Linked DNA regions of Capra hircus: region 2 is linked to region 1. The links are chromatin contacts, called in public Hi-C maps. All regions are on one chromosome and are shown on one strand. The core of a region is the stretch at or near the end of the contact, and the rest is flanking DNA. Distances in the headings are between cores, read along the strand shown. Region 1 holds the start of TSNAXIP1 (translin-associated factor X-interacting protein 1). Region 2 overlaps PSKH1 (serine/threonine-protein kinase H1).

Region 1 (5,309 bases), core at 1,073-3,572:
TCTAAAAGACCCTGATAGATCTGGTGGGACCGTCGCAGCACCAAGCACAATGCCTGGCACGTGGTAGGCTGGATGAAGAAATGAGGTCCACTCCAGAATGCTGTGTTGCAAGAGAAGGTTATCTGTGGGAAAGGGCTGGTCTGGGAAGGTTTTTCAGGTGAGGTGTGGCAAGTGTGCATGCTCCCACCTCAGAGGCTGGTGGGCCTGGCCTCTGACACACCCCTGACTGGGGATCAAAATTTAGAGATCCCACAGGACATTGCCACTAACCAGCAGTGTCTTCCGTTTCTGAGAAAGCTTGCGTTTCTGGGTATTCTTGGTTTCTGTGAAGAGGGAATCATCTATGGACACTCCTAAAGGCCGCAGGTGTGCTCTGCACAGAGAAGGAGAAAGAAAGGGTGGGTGACAGAGCCTTGAGTGGGGAGTGCACTTCCACCCTTCCCAGAACCACAAGACATGGGCTCCTCTCTCCTCCAAGGCAGGTTCTGGGTCTTCCCAGTGCTGCCGCCAGATTCCCAAAGGTGCTGTCAACAAGCTCCCAATTCTGGGCTCAAAGTATTTTTCCACATTCCCAGAAACATTCTCCTCATCACTGGAATCTCATGTATTCTGCAGTGGTATAACACCCCTTGCCAGGAACCCATAAAACCATGCAGGCCTACACTTCCTTCAGCATTCATCTGTGGCTCTAATGATCACTGTATGTACATTACCAGCACATTCTAGGGGTGTGATACCAAAGGCAGGTGCTATAGGACAAGAAGTACAGAGTCTGGAGTCAAGAGTCAGGGTGAGAGTCTTGAGCTTGTACTTACTACTTTCTACTTACTAGTTGATAGGACCCAGAGGCTGACATCTATCTTCTAACAGGAATCCTCTTGGGCATGTAATTTAACTTCACTCAGCCCAGTTTCCTTACAAGGAGATGGAGACAAATCTTTTTTTTTTTTTTAAACACATAATCCTCTGAGAAGTTCTAGTGTTTTATTTTTTAATTTTTTTAAAAATATTTATTTGGCTGTGGCTTTTCTGGCTATAGGAGCTTGTTATCATCATATTTGGAGTGTCCAGATGCTGCACCTGTGAAGGTGCTACCTTAAGGCTATAGGATGTTCTTGGGCTGCTTACAGATGCTTTTTTATCTTCAGCCAGTGGGTAAAGAGGCTGTTTATCCTGTGGCTAAGAGCTCAAATCTAGAGACTCCCATGGCTGAGATCAAATACCAGCTCCATGACTTATAAACATGTGTAAAACACATGATCTCTTCAGACTTCTATTTCTTTGTTTGTAAAACGGTGATATTACCACCTCATAGAGTTGCTGTGAGGGTTAAATATGGTGTATGGAGCACTTGGCACTTAATGCACGCTTAACAGGAAAAAGCCGGCTGTTACTAATGATAAAGTGCGCCTCCCCTTTTACTGGGCTTCCCCTGTGGCTCAGCTGGTAAAGAATCCGCCTGCAATGCGGGAGACCTGGGTTGGATTCCTGGGTTGGGAAGATTCCCTGAAGAAGGGAAAGGCTACCCACTCCAGTATTCTGGCCTGTATAGTCCATGGGGTAGCAAAGAGTCGGACACGACTGAGTGACTTCCACTTCCACTTTACCCTTTTACTAGAATGTAACCACCTTCCTGCGCTGACAAATCATCTGAGATTGTTTCTGTACCACTGTTCCTGTGGGGCTGGAGGCCCAGACCAATAGAAAAAGGCAGGAGGTGCAGAGGTCTGAAGCAGGTACCCTTTCTCTTTCTGGAAGTACGCAAAGCCTCCTCTCCGGCCTCACACCGCCAAGCGCCTACCTCGACGTGGTGGGGAAGTTGAGGGTTTGCGAGTTCTGAGAGTCCATGACCCTAGGGCAGCCGGGCAGTCGGGCACCCGGGCAGCCCGCACCCGCGGCCTGGGAAGCTGTGCTAGTGTACAGTCCGTCACCATGGCGACCAGATCCCAGCAGCCCATCGGCGGGGGCGGGATCAGGATTGTGTCACGCCCTCGAATCCGGCTCCCGCGCGCCGGGAGGAAAGCCAAGCAGCGAAGGTATGCTCGGACGGGGAATAGGGACTGAGGGTCTCCTTAGAGTCAGTCATTACAGCGGATATGACCCTAGCGACCGGAGCTGAGGCTGGGGCATAAACAGAGGCCACGGGGGAGGGAGGTGAGCTGAGAGGCCGGAGCAGCGTTGCCAGCGGGAATTGTAGTTTTCGGTATCTCAATGTCTTAGCTGAGCAGGCTTATGGCTGAGCAGGTTTGTACTACATCTCCCAGAAATCCCCACCAGCCTGAGCTGGTCCGCCCCTGGAGAACTCTGCATTATGGGAAGTGGAGTCCAAAATGTGGCGAGGCGTGGCAGGGTCCAAAGCGAGTTGCAGGACTGGGACTCGGTTTCCCTGCGGCCCTGGTTGGCTCTCTGGTCATTGGCTGAGCGGGGCGGATCTGGTCCTGCTCTTCCCCGCCCCCAGTGACACAATAGCAGCTCCCTCCAAGATGGCGGCGGCGACGGCGGACCCGGGAGCTGGGAGCCCTCAGGTTGGAGACTCCTCCGGCGGGGCCGCTGGGTGCGGGCTGCCGTCCCCAGGAGAGCAGGAACTGAGCCGGCGCTTGCAGCGCCTGTATCCCGCTGTCAACCAGCACGAGACGCCGCTGCCGCGCTCCTGGAGCCCCAAGGACAAGTACAACTACATCGGCCTCTCCCAGGGCAACCTCCGCGTCCACTATAAAGGTATCGGCCTTCTGGCCGAGGGGAGGAAAAGACCAGAGTGTCTTCGGGGTAGCTGTGCTGCCCGGCCGGTGCTCCATCATGTCCCTTCCCCAGCTCGGGTGCTCCGGGTTGGGCCTTAGCTCCTGTAGGGTGTCTAGGGTGGTGGAGCTGACCAGGCCAGTGATTGACTGCCTTGTCTGCTCTGCCCTGAGACACCCGGTGTCAGGAGAACCGCAACAGGTGTCCGAACCAGTTCTGGGCTGGACCTTCTTCCCAGGGTCTTCCTGCTTGTCCTGAGATAGCTCTAGGGACTCTAGCTGAGCCCTTTACCACTGCTGAGTTTCAAAAGTGTCTAAAGAAAAGGGTGGTCACATCCCCTCCATCAACCAGAGGTCCATGAGCTTCCTCACCTGCCAGACATCCCAGACAGGGCCTGAGGTTCTGCCCCAAATCGTAGGGGCATCTTCCAGGGCTGCCTCTCCCTCCCCTATTCTTCGGAGTGGGCTGCGTGTATCCTGAGGAAGTCTCTTATGTAGGCACCCACATTGCATGTACCCTCCTGTGGTTTCTGTGGTGGACAGAGTCCCAGGCCGGGCTGCTGTGCTTAGGAGGAGGTGAACCAAAGGTGGGAGGTTTATGTATTTGCTTAGTTGTTGTCTAATTATTTCTTGGACTGTGTAAGGGCTTCCTCTGGCCATGAAGGGGTAAAGTTGCCATGGAGCAGAGAGGAATGAGGCTTCCATTTGTATGTCCCTCTGCTGAAATTTCTTCCTTGTCCTCTTCTATTAGGTCATGGCAAAAATCACAAAGATGCGGCGTCAGTGCGTGCCACCCACCCCATACCTGCTGCCTGTGGCATTTATTACTTTGAGGTGAAGATTGTCAGCAAAGGAAGAGATGGGTAAGCCCCTTCTGACCACCTTGCCCCCAACACTGAGCTGTTCCCTGTGGTCAGAGTTTGAGGTCTCCTGGTTGACACCTGTGCCTGTATGAGCTGCTGAGCTGCAAAGGGTTGAGTAGTGGGTGCCTGTTACCTGGCTGTGGTCATGACCTGGTCTAAGCAGTAGCTTTTGATGGCAAGTAGGTACATTTTGTCGGAGAAGGCAATGGCAACCCACTCCAGTGTTCTTGCCTGGAGAACCCCAGGGACGGGGTAGCCTGGTGGGCTGCCGTCTCTGGGGTCGTACAGAGTCGGACACGACTCAAGTGGCTTAGCAGCAGCAGGTACATTTTGTAGAAGAGGGGCTTCTCTTTGGTGATGATGTAATGACTGTTTCCCTCACAAGTCAGGGAAACAAGTAACAAGTTTACATTAACAGTTCAGCGTCTGGAATGAAGTTCCTCCACTGTTATGTGGTGTTTGTTACTTCCCTCCTTTCACACTGTTGCTGTATTCAAGGTTCCTTTTTATGGCATTTAGTCATGTAGAGGCCCCTGGGGACTTCAAAGAGATAGTAGAGTCTTTGCAGCATTTATCAAAGCTGTGGCAACCACTGGCCTGTCATCTTAGGGTAAACAGCATGGACATGGTCAGAATCAGGTGACCTTGCTACTCATAAACTTGTTTTTCAGTCCAGTGACTTGAACACCAGTTGGACCAGCTTTAGGAAGGTCCTCATTAAAGTCAGCATTGGGGAGGCTCCCTAGTTTAGGGTGATCTAAGCAGATATAGGAAATCAGAGGGGAAATTTTTCATTTCTCTTCCTTTTCTTCTCCTAGTTTGCCTCTTTTTTTCTGGTGATTATCACAAAGCAGGTGTTTAAGTTATAAAATACAATGATTTTAGCTGCCTTGGAAAGATTTTCCTCATCAAACCGTAGGTCTGGTTTGGGTGGTTTGCCAACCCCACCAGTGACCTTTGTTCCACCCTGAATGTGTGTTCTTGAGCATTCAGAGTACTTCCTTTCTGAAGGGACAGTCCCCCTTGTGGTACTTGTAAAATGCATGGCCAGGGGGCTTTGCTAGGGGCAGGACTGCTGGAATTGGAGCTGTGTCTGCTTCCTTGGTGAAGTTGTCCCTGCCTGGGACAGCTCTGTGGTTGTGGGTAGTAATGGGGCTTCCATCTGCTTGTCTGTCCTCTGGGGAGCTAGGCCAGCATCTGAGCTACCTTTAATCCCAGAATTCTGTGATTCTGAAATTCTGACCATGGCGAGCTATTACATCTTTTACTTTTATCCTCATGTAGTGAATTTACAGATAGGAAGTTTATATTATCAGAGCTCTTTATTTATTTATTTTAAAATATATTTGTTTATTTGGCTGTGCCAGGTCTTGCTTGTGGCGTGTGGGACCTTAGCCCCCCAACCCGGGATCGAACGCAGGTCCACCTGCATTGGAGTATGGAATCTTCGTCACTGGACCACCAGGGAAGTCCCTGTTGGTTCCCTTGAGAGATCCCGGTTCGATTCCTGGGTCGGGAAGGTCCACTGCAGAAAGGATAGGCTCCCCACTGCAGTATTCTTGGGCTCCCCTTGTGGCTCAGCTGGTAGAGAATCTGCCTGCGATGCAGAAGACCTGGGTTCAATCCCTGGGTTGGGAAGATCCCCTGGAGAAGGGAAAGGCTACCCACTCCAGTATTCTGGCCTGGAGAATTCAGGGCAGTCCATGGGGTT
Region 2 (5,440 bases), core at 1,644-4,143, 90 kb before region 1:
GCTGTAGTGTTGCTGCTCAAACTGACCCTTAGCCTCGTCCTCCTTGGCTCCTCCTGCGTTGAGTGGGCCTGGCCCAGCCCTGACTGAACAGCCTTAGGGCAACACAATACCAGCCCAAGCTTCCTGCTCAGGGGCTCAGAGAAGGGGCTGGAGTGGCTAGAAGGCAAGCAGGTAGAGTGGGTAAAGGAAAAAGGATGTGGCAGGGCTGGGAGAAAGCACGAGGTGGGCAGGGGCCAGTCTCCCAAATGGGACGGGAGCTTGGGATGGGTTCAGGAGCAGGGGAGGGTTTAGGAAGCCTTGAAGCAAAAGGTGGATGTGTAGTTTAAGAGCCATCTGGCTGTATGTGGTGTCCAGACTGCTAAGGTCTGGAGTGAGTGGAGAGGTTAGGAAGGGGACAACATACAACTAGGTCAGGGGGAAGAATGGCCTGGGATGGGAGGTGGAGTAGAGCTGGTCTGAGTAGGATGGAGAGAGGTGGGAGAATGGACAGGATGTCGGGGCTGGTTGGATGGGGCAGCTGAGATTGTTGTAGAGGCCCAGAGGTGCTCATGAGGAAAGGAGCAGTGATAAGAGCCCTCTTGATCTGGACCCCTTTGGAGACACAGCCTGAGGGCACCCAGGAGGAGAGGAGAAGTGGGCTGGGATGCGGGAAGCAGGTCCTTTCCAGTCCAATGGCCAGGCTGTGGCGTTCTTGCCATTAAACCAGCGCTGCACTTCAGCCAGAGTACTGTCAATGGGAAGAAGGCAGTGCTGGGCCCCTGGCCCTGGGACGTGTCCCCGTAGGTACAGGACCCTGCGGTGGGGCAGGATGTCAGGTGTTTCATGCCTGGGTTTAGCCTGGGCCCACCCCCACTGCTAACCCCTGACCCCAGGACAGCAAAGGCTTCTGCTTCTGCGGTGGGTCTGTCACTGGCCAGTCCTGGGCAGTCACGGCTGCCCACTGCAACGTTGTGGGATTGCTTCCCCTCTCCCTGTACCACCCCTGCCCCACCTCCCCACCACCTTGCTCTGGAGGCCCCTCTCTTGTCACTCTGCCCTCCCTCTGGCTGCCCAGCCCCACTCTCACTGGAGCCCTGGCTGCCACTTTGTCATCCTGGGTGAATACAACCTAGCATCTGGTGCTGAGCCTTTGCAGGTCTGTCCATCTTGTGCCTGGGCTGCAGACGGGAAAGGAAGGGTGGGCAGTGTAGGTGTGTAGGCCCTAGGGGTGAGGAACTCACAGGATGCCCTGGTCTAACCCCTGGCACCCATCACCCTGGGGGCCTGTGCCCACGCCCATCCTGCACGGCCCCTTCCTGGCTTCACAGGCACCCTTCCTGGAATCCCACCACCATGAACAATGATCTCATATTACTGACACTCTCCTCTCCAGCCCAGTACACAATGTGCACCTCACCAGTTTTCCCGGCTTCCTCACATGGCTGGGTGCCTCAGTGGTGTGGGTAGGAACTTGGGTCAAAGATCTGGGTGGAAGGGAAGGGTAGGGGCAAGCCATGTGGGGCATAAGCAGCCCCGCCCGGCCCACAGGCAGTGTGACTCGGGCACACCTGCGGCAGCCAGCTCTGCCCTGCTCACCGAGAGACAGTGTCAGCAGTACCAGGGCTCATGCTCACCAGCTCCACAATCTGTGCAGGGGCCTCCTTGCGCCAGGTGAGCACTGGCCCCGTCCTGTCCTCGGCACTTTCCTGTGGTACTCCCACCTGCATGCAGACTTCTCCCCTCTCCTTCCGCCAGGGTGACTCTGGAGGCCTGCTTGTCTGCCAGAAGGGGAACACATGGGTGCTCACTGATATGGTCTCCTGGGGCACCAGGGACTGCAGTGTGCTCGCGCCTGCCATGTACACTCCTTCAGCAGGTTTGGTACCTGGGTCAATCAGGCCACAGCCTACAACTGAGCCCACACAGGCTCCGCTGGGGTCTAATAAATACTCCCAGTCCTGCTGTCTATTCTGTCTTCCTGGTTCAGGAAAAAGGAGAGGCTTCTGGGGGTCCCACTCCCCAAGTGAACTCTGTCCTCTGGCCCAACACATGCTGAGGAGTCAAGAACCTGCTAGACTAGCTGCGTCTGGGCTGAGTTCCCCATCCCCACCTCCTGGGCAACCCCTTGGTCCCCAGCAAGGAGGCCGGGCTGTCAGAATGAAGCGGCAGCTTTCCCTGGGGAAGGCAGCCTGTTTATTGAGTACAGAGGATACCTTTACAGACTGAGTACACAAAATAAATAACTGCACATTCTCCATCCACAGTCCATGGCGTCACAAAGGCCCAAGTCTCCAAACTTCCTCGGTCCTACTCTCAGGACCAGGTGCATCCTGGCCAAGGGGAAATAAATCCCCAGAGGCACCCGGGGAAGTGGGGGGAATTCTGAGGACAGGGGACTTGGGCTTGCCACTGCCTCGTGCAAGGAGCACTGGAGACAGAGGAGCGGGTGTACAAGGCACAGGTGATGTGGCCCAGAGTGGTCTCTTTGGGCGTGGTGCCCACTGAAGGTGGCACATGCAAAAAGTTGAGGGCCTGGCCCAAGGGAACCCACCATAAGGAACTGAGAGCCAAACCCTCCCCACTGGCAGGGGACCCGCAGTCCAGCTAAAGCTAAAGCTGGGCCCTGGCTCCTCCCCACCTGCAGAGAGCAGCTGTGGAGGGAGAGGGCTTGGACTCCAGCCCCCATCTGTGGTGGAGGGGAGGCACAAGACTGACGGGGGATGGTCTTGCTCAGACCTCTGGGAAAGCAGTCATCCAATTTCACCCACCTCTCATGGGGCTCCCTCCAGACGGAGATTCAGTGGGGCCCAGAATGGAAAGGTAATGCTGTGAAAAGAAGCAGGGACAGGGTGGACCAAGCAAGGCCACCGTGAGGAGGGCAGTGCCCCCACGCATTCAGGGTTCAGAGGCAGGTCACACAGTATGGCTAAGTTCCAGGGGGGAGCTGCAACAGAAGCTCAGCAGAAAGGGAGACAGTTGAGCAGTCCCAGGACCTTCCTTCCTTCCCACTTCCTCTTGGAGGATAAAAGGAGAGCACAGTGGGCATTCCTAGGCTGTCCATACGAGTGCCCGACACTAGATGGCGCCTTTGTGCAGCTGCAAAGGAGGGAAGAGCAGCGCCTGAAGTGAGGCAACAACCGGCAGCACCAAGGTTGGAACCAGGGCTGATGCTGGAATCCGGATGGGGCTCTCCCTCAGAAGCCCCCGTCCTTTGCTTTGACCCAGGTGCCCCATCCCCCAGGTAGCAGCAGTGGGGCTCCTTTTAACCCCCCACAGTTGGGAAGGAGGCACCTGGGGAATAGAAAGAACGGGCATCCAAGGGAGAGAGTGAGGTGATAGGAGGCTCTGCAAAGAAGGCACTGAGGATGGTGGACTGGTGGCGGGAACCCTCATGGCCAGAGGCTGGAGCCTGGAGCAAGCCTGCTACCAACGCAGCCACACAGTCCAGAGGGCCAAGGGCCACTCCACGGCCTTCCCATGAGAGATCCTGGCAAGTTCTGGGGCCAGGAGGGGTCCCTGGGGACACCGGGAAGGAAGACAGATTTGGGCTGGGAGGTGGAAGACTGTTTAGACTTAGCCAGGGGCTGAAAGTCCAGCCAAGGCACAAGTTATGGGCCTACCTGGGCCTCTCACTAGAGCATAATCATGGGGGTCAGGATGCCATGAAACATGGGGGCAGGGGGTTAGGGAGGAAGGCTTGGTAGAGGAAAGGGGAGTTCCAGAAGTAACTGTCCCAAAGAGTCCTGAGACCACAGGATACCCTCTAGCTGGCAGTGCATGCCCCTTTGGTCTGGGGGAGAGCCAAGAAAGAGGTGAGACTGAAGGCCAAGTCCCGCCCTTCCCCCAATATATACCAGAGCACTTGTCCACCGAGAGGAGCATCTGTGCCAAATCAGGTTCGGGGCTCATAGGGCCCAGGACTCCCTCCGCTCTGTCGCACCAGGTTGAGGCCCAGAGTGAAGATGGGGGCGCTGCAGGCACAGAGAAGGGGCTAGGGCCATTCACCTACCCTGGACCATGCAGGTCTATCTCTAGAGAGGCCGCTGGGCCCAGCAGTGTGTGCCCCGGCTGGGGCCCGCCATGTCTGCATCCCGCTGGCAGCTCAGCCGTTGTACTGCTGCTGGTAGCGCAGGTTGAGCTCCCGCAGCTCTCGCTCCCGCACTCGGCGGGACTTGTTGGAGCGTGTTGAACGGCTGGACCGCGTGGACTGGGCAGATTTAGTGCTCTGGCAGCGTGAGGAGGCACGTTTGAGGAGGTTCTGGGAGATGGAGCGGTGCAGATTCTTCATAGACGAAGAGGCTGCCATGCTCACCACCCATGGATGCCTCAGGGCCTGCAGTGCAGTCATACGGGCGCCAGGGTCCACCGTCAGTAGGCGGTCAATGAAGTCCTTGGCCAGGTTGGACACACTGGGCCAGGGCTAGAGACCAAGGACAAGCATTAGAGCGAGCACACTAATCACTGCCCTCCCCAGGACGAAGATGTCACCCACACAGCACTCAAGACCTGTCCAGCAGCCCTGCGCTTGCCCCCCAGAGAGGCAATGTCCCGCTCCTCCCATGTAGATCATTCTGAGCCTCCCCTTCCCACCCAGTGCTGAGCAGAGGCTACTCTCCAGGTGACATGGAGTGTGACAGGAGAAGGACTCACCCCTCCCCAAGGAACAAACTTCTAAGGTGCCCTGGACTCAAAGCCTAGTTCAAGGAGGTAGCCCCAGTCAAGACCACCCATCCTACCCTAGGACAGTGCAACTCAGGGGGATCTAATGAGAATGACCAAATCTTCCACCACATCTTAAGCTGCACTTAAGCTCACATCCCCAGACACCCCATTCCAGGCCACTTCTTAGTCCTTACAGAGAGGGCCCGTCCTCTCTCCAACTGAAAGAGTGGCCAAAATGAACACCGCATTCTCTGCATCAGCCTCAGCCTCTCAGCCATGGAGAGAAGAGGGAAAAATTCAAGGCAACTAGATTTCTTCACCTGATGGGAGGGCAGGGGGATCGCAGGAGCCCAGCAAGGACTGGGACCCTTCTCAGGGGTACTTCTCATGTCTGCATGACTTCCCTAAGTCACACAGCACTCCTGGCAGTGTCCTGTACCAGCCTCATCTTAGTGTATTCTTTCCTCAGCACAAAGCCTGCTCAGCTACATGCACCCTCGTGGTGTGTGGCTGCCTCATCACAGCTACACACCAAGCAGCTGTCTGTCTCCAGGTCTCAGCCTGCACAACCCTTCACCTGGCTGAATCCCCAGTTCTCAGGTTAAAAGACATTTGCTCATACTCCCTCTTAGCCCCAAGTCTAAACAATTATTCCAACAATTTCAAGTTTACTGTGCTCATTAGACCATGCTCAGCTAGTCATCAGTGCCTATTGCTGGGTATAAAGGAGGCACTCAGCAGAGAGAGACTCAGTGAGTAAACAACCCATGCATGGCACCTGATGGGTACTCTCTCCTGC

What was found. Hi-C and Micro-C count contacts between places; a contact is called where the count stands out from the background.
Region 2: a Hi-C map of blood shows a contact between it and region 1, with 2.4 times the contacts expected there. The contact joins the enhancer-like site here to the promoter of TSNAXIP1 in region 1. A contact is called at or near these places in 2 of 5 Hi-C or Micro-C datasets (blood and liver).

The regions. Positions count from the first base shown.
Region 1 is chr18:36,584,117-36,589,425 of ARS1.2, reverse strand. It overlaps TSNAXIP1 (translin-associated factor X-interacting protein 1), which reads right to left and starts at 2,322. Exons shown (of 16, transcript XM_005692462.3): 1 at 1,802-2,322; 2 at 271-373. The coding sequence starts at 1,848. It overlaps RANBP10 (ran-binding protein 10), which reads left to right and starts at 2,375. Exons shown (of 14, transcript XM_005692156.3): 1 at 2,375-2,718; 2 at 3,487-3,598. The coding sequence starts at 2,484.
Region 2 is chr18:36,674,789-36,680,228 of ARS1.2, reverse strand. PSKH1 (serine/threonine-protein kinase H1) reads right to left here. Exons shown (of 3, transcript XM_018062173.1): 3 at 2,130-4,399. The coding sequence ends at 4,082. Among named protein-coding and RNA genes, the nearest start is that of PSMB10, 7.6 kb to the left of the region's middle. Within about 2 kb of position 2,893, at least 2 of the 5 cell types and tissues checked have an H3K27ac peak or open chromatin away from gene starts, as enhancers often do.